Regions from separate parts of the Mus musculus genome. Here region 2 is linked to region 1. A link is a contact called in public promoter capture Hi-C data. All regions are on one chromosome and are shown on one strand. Each heading gives the region's core, a stretch centred on a gene start, on an enhancer-like site or on the middle of the called end of the contact. The rest is flanking DNA. Distances are from core to core; before and after follow the strand shown.

Region 1 (2,706 bases), core at 156-2,655:
TCCAGGTTGTGCAGCAGACCTCAGTGATTAATCTTAGTAGAAAAGAGCAGTCTAAGCAAGATATGATTCAGGAAAGTGAAGCAAGGAGTCAGAAAAGAACTCGCCAGGGGCACAGGTGTGCTGGAGGTGTATGAGAAGGGCATAAAAATCCCTTCTGGAATAAAGCAGAAACCCAAAGATAGACTAGCAGAAAGAAATGGACCAGACAGGAAGCTGACTCTAAACCAGAACCCTTCAGGAGGCCTAAGCAGCAGAATGAATGTGAGGGGTCTTGGATCTATGAAGCCCATTCTGGGAGCCCTTCAGTGTGTACCAGAAACAGCAAAAGAGGCTAGAAATCAACCCAGAGTAGACTGGGAATAGAAAAACAGAAATCTGAAAAGAGTTTGAAATGTAGCACCCAAAGACCCTAACCCATTCTATCCTCAATTCCCATATCCATGAGGATCTCTGCACCCTCGCACCCCAGCCCCTAGCCCACCTAATCCCCGACTTTCTGTCCATATACCTCATACCCACATCCCGGGACATCCTTCTAACAAACTCCTTGACCACTGGGAGGTCCCTGCACCCTCATAATCCAGACTCATCCTGTTAACATACTCACCATGCCCAGGTGACCCCAAAACCAATTCTTCTTGGGTGGCTGAGGGAAACCACAGAGACGTTGACACTTTGCATACAAAGTGTATAGCTGCGTGAGGAACCGGGCCAAGAACCAGGAAATCCCAACCAAGAAAAAGAGTAGCCACGGTGAGGCTGACATGGGCCCCAGTCCTAGCCAGGATAAGTCCAGATATCGCATCCTATGAGATAGATGGTAGAATGTGAGTTCCTGAACCTCAGGGAATTGACAAGGGCACCCTGTAACAACGGACAGCGTGGGGACTATGGACCCCGATGTCAAATCAGGTGGTAGTGGAAACCCAATGTAGGAGAGAGGCAGTGAGATGAGGTATAAAGAGCAGAACAAGAGGCAGATGACAGAAATAAGAATATGAAGAGTGTCCCAAACTGCATGCATGAGACCAAGCTTTCCTGGAGTTGTTACCCAGAAACCACAGTGTCTCCAGGACAAGCTTGATCACTGTGATCATCCTGCTTCTGGCTCCCCAACACCACACCAGACATGATCAGGGCTCTCTCAAACCAGGATAGTACCCTGGAGCTCCACTTTCCCTAGCTTGGCACCTTCTCTCAGGAGTGGCGATTCTTCTGCAGCACCTCAATCTCTTTCTTCTGGGGCCTCTTTGGATAAGTGCCTAAAGGAAGCAATGGAAGGCTGGGCTCATGTGTGCCAGCCAAACCTTCCCAGATCTGACAGTTTCCTCCTGGCCTGGGCATGAGGCCAAGAAAGGAGGTTTAGTAAGCCAGCTGCACAGTGAAACCAAGTCAGGGTCACACTGAGCATGGAAAAGAGATCCTCAGGACTTAACTCCTCCCACATGAGGGAGGAGATAAGACTGGTATGGCCAAAGGCGACATTGAACCCCACCTTTATTGCCCCTCCTGCCCTTCCAAAGACAAGATATATTGTGTTTTTAAAAATCATTAACTTGGGACTTCAGGTTCCAGGAGACCAAGGCCAGGCATATCCCTAAATTTCTCTAGAGCTTCTATGCAAGTTTGTATGGGTGGAAGGCCTGTAGGATTTCTTGGTGCAGAACTGGGAGACTCTTGAATTTCTGTCTAGCTGCAGTCAGGCAGCAGTCAAACCCTACCTCCATGCAACACCGGGTCTTAGTAGACATGTTTCTTTAAGAAGCTGTTCAACAAGTGATTTCCCAGGTCAGATTCCAGGGATCAATAGCCCAGCTAGAAGAACACAGCTAGGGCTGGGCTGGGCTGGGCTGGGCTGGGCTGGGCTGGGCTGGGCTGGGCTGGGCTGGGCTAGGATATGGAGTGAGGAGGGAAGGTATGTGAGAGCAAGGCTAAGATGGGCTAGCAGCAGATGGGATCCAGGCAGAACAGGTCAGGGCCCTTCTTGTTCTTCTGTGAAAAATGGACAGCATTTAAAATAATGTTTACTATTCTGTACATTGGTTATTATACATTTTTTAAAAAGCTGTATATCATCAACCTTGGTGCCTAGTAAAAGACCACATGTCTGCTTGTGAGACATCAATGTACTTTAGTATGAAGATGCACATGCAGACCATGCCTTTCCTATTTGACCAGCTGTGGCCAGCACTTAGACTGTGCTTTCCATTACTTTTGTGAAAGAATGAAGACATAACCAGGCAGAGGTAAGAGTCTTAGTTCCTTTGCTACACATCAGGAATATGCTAACTTCAACCATCCCTTGTGCATCCCCTAACCCTCAGCAGCCTTTAATGAAAGCTCAGGCTTGGCATCAGAGAGCCCCAGACAAAGTGAGGCTCTGCCATTCACCAGTCCTATGACCTTGAGCAACTGAGCTGACCATCTGGGCCTCACACTCCTCAACAACGTGGCCATGAAGAGGTGAGGATGCTGGAGCTTGCTGACATGTGTTTTATTTTGTGTTCCCCAGAGGTCAAACTCTTCTTTTGGAGGTGACCCTAAGACTCAACTCTCAACTGCCATGCATCTCTTTGGAAGGCAATCCCAAGAAACAACAGCAGCACTGTGAAGAACTGGAATGGGAAGAGGAGACAGGAGTCAAAAGCTGCTTGCTGAGGGAGGTGTGCACCATGATCGTTGGGGCTCAGCTTGATGGAAGATGGG
Region 2 (2,818 bases), core at 284-2,783, 980 kb before region 1:
TGCTAAACAAGCTCTAGCAATGAACTATATCTTCCCAGTGATGAGGGTTTTTTGTCATCGTCCTCTCCTCCTCCTCTTCCTCCTCCTTTTTTTTAATTTGTTTTTTGAAGCAGGGTCTCATATATCCTGGGCTGGCCTCAAACTTGCTTTATAGTTGAGGATAACCTTCTGCCTCTGCCTCCCATGTGCTGAGATTACAGGTGTGTGCCACCATTAGTTTAGCTTGCTTGCTTGCTTTTCTTTTTCTCTTCTCTCTTCTCTCCTCTCCTCTTCTCTCTTCCTCTCCTCGCCCCCCTCTCTTTTTCTTTCCTTTCCCTTTCCCTTTTCCCTTTTTCCTTTTTCCTTTCCTTTCCTTTTTTTGTTTTTTGTTTATTTTAAGTCAGTTTCTCACTATGTAGCCCAGGCTGGGATTCAACAGTTCTACTGCTTCAGCCATCTGAGTGCTGGCATTACAGGTGTATACCACCATACCCATTTTGACTATAAATTGTTAAAATTTAGTTGGGGGGACTAGAGAGATTTCTCAGTAGGTAAAGTACTTGTCATGCAAGCCTGAGTTCTAGCTTCAGTACTCATACATAACAAAGTCAGGAGCAGTACCTGTCATCCTAGTTAGCTCTGGAGAGCTTAGGCCAGGAGGCCCTCTAGGGCTTGTTGGCTAGCCATTCTAACTAAGTTAACAAGCTCTACATACATCTATCTAAGATGTGGGTATTAGGTGTCATAGTCCCTGACATGTCTCATGAGGACCAGAAGGGAGGCTCCCCAAATGTACAGGCACTATATGATATGTTTAGAACATTTCTGGTGCTCTCAAGTCTGACCTGCTCTTTGCCATAGGTGCTGGTAGATATCCCCAGCCTATCTTCACCAAGGGTAAAAAAGATTGGAGGACAGAGAGGACAGAACCTTGTAAATCTATCTAGAGATGGACTCAGAAGGATCTCTGGGAAGGAAGCAATTCTTGCCTGGGGTCAGACATTTCTTTGTTGAAGCCCCAGTCTAAGTGAGTTGATGACCACAAGGGTAGATAAGGAAGGGTTTAGCAGAGCACAGCTTGGGTAACGGACTGGAGATGGGGACTGGTGTAGCAGGTGCGTGACCCATTTAATCACTTCACAGGAAACCTCTGCTTATATCCCAGCTGCTGACCTGGATTGAGGGTATATCATTCCAGGCAGACCCAACCAGCACCACACTGCCTTGCAGTCACAGATACAAAGCTGGTCCACAAGAGCTCAAGCTATTATGCCTTGGTTGTTTCTTATCTTTTCCTGTGCCATCTCATCCCCAAGACTGTTCTAGCTCTGTTCTGCTAGGTTACCCATGAGGGCATATTTACCAGTTCCCCAGTTTCTACTTGGGACCCTTGTTACCTGAATGAACTTCCAATGGGGGCTTGAGGACTCACCATGGCTTCAGGGGATGATGAACCACAGGGTGAATGAGCTCTGAGCTTAGGCTTCTGCCTTGAGGAAGTTAAGTGTGGTTTCTGCTCCACGGGCTGACACACCAAGTCGGAGCTGTTGGGCTGGGGAGGGCAGAGGAGGAAGGAGGCGGAGATAGCCTTTCTGTCCCCTCCTTGAGTTCCTGCCTGTCCACTACTGTCCCCAAAGTCAGGTCATTAGACCTAAGCACATCTATAAAGCACAAGTTTCCTAGCTCCTACTAGCCTCTTGATTCCCTATTGTCCCCCTTAGTTTTAACACTTTGGGGTCCTGACAAGCTTTGTCTCTGAAGAGGCAAGCTTAGGACAAACTCAGGACAGTCACAGCACCTTAGTGGGGATTTTATGGCTTTCTCTGGGTCTTAAGACGTCTCTAAAGAGGTAGACCTAGGATATGGCTGTTGCAATGGTGAGGACATATCTGTCCTCCTGTATTGCTTCATCTACCTTGTTTCACCATTTGTACTCTCAACAGGACTTCCCTGTTAAGGTGACAAATGCCCCATCAGCCAGGGCTATGCACCCAAAGCATCATCAACTGGGATAAGCAGACTTATGGGTGGGTGGCATTAAAAGATGTCTAAGTCCTGGGCTGAAGGGACATCACTGTTGCTGTGAAGGTATGGGGTTTTAGGACCTCTCAAGTTCACAGTGGTTAAAGGAAGCAGAGAGAGGAGAAACAAGAAAACTGGATTGCAGGAAAATGAAGCCCAAAGTGGGACAAAGGTAGATATAGGAAAGGAGAGCCCTGACACGTGATTCAGTCCACAGGAACAAAGAACACTCAGCAGGGTTCAGAGGTATGATTCTCAGTTTGGGAACAGAATAGAATTCTTTGAGCTGTTAAAAAAATATCTTCCAGAGATTCTGATGTCACCAGTCTGGGATGTGGTCCAAGGAGGAGGACTACTTACACCCTAGCAGGATGGTTCTGGTGTATAGATGAGTGTACATGTGTCTATGTCCCTGGAGTCACAAAGTACATGCTCTAAGCAACTGGCGTAGTGGTGCATACTTGTAATCCCAGCAGAAGCAGGAAGTTCACTACATTTCCAAGGTTAGCCTAATCTACATAGTGAATTTCAGGCCAGCCAGCACTACATAATGAGACCCTGACTCAGAAACGTAACCAAAAAAGTACATGTTCTACCCAGGTATAGTGGCACACATCCGTAATCCTCGCATGTGGGAGAAGAGGATATTAAGTGCATGACCATCCCCCGGCTGGAAAGTTGAGACCCTGTGAAGGAAGATAACATAAACTAAATCCAAAGTTTGTAGCTCTGTTGGTAGTGTACTTATATAGCATGTACAAAGCCTTAAATCTGATTTCTAGAATCTCATAAAACAGCACTTGGGAGTTAAAAGCAG

Evidence for each region. Promoter capture Hi-C pulls out the DNA fragments that hold promoters and counts their contacts.
Region 2: a promoter capture Hi-C map of 3T3-L1-derived adipocytes shows a contact between it and region 1, with 4 times the contacts expected there. The contact joins the promoter of Pram1 here to the promoter of Cyp4f40 in region 1. A contact is called at or near these places in 6 of 39 promoter capture datasets (the 3T3-L1 cell line, 3T3-L1-derived adipocytes, frontonasal cranial neural crest and 2 more).

What each region holds. Positions count from the first base shown.
Region 1 is chr17:32,657,585-32,660,290 of GRCm38.p6, reverse strand. Cyp4f40 (cytochrome P450, family 4, subfamily f, polypeptide 40) reads right to left here and starts at 1,405. Exons shown (of 13, transcript NM_001368735.1): 1 at 1,192-1,405; 2 at 608-806. The coding sequence starts at 805.
Region 2 is chr17:33,636,771-33,639,588 of GRCm38.p6, reverse strand. Pram1 (PML-RAR alpha-regulated adaptor molecule 1) reads right to left here and starts at 1,533. Exons shown (of 10, transcript NM_001002842.2): 1 at 1,412-1,533. The coding sequence starts at 1,414.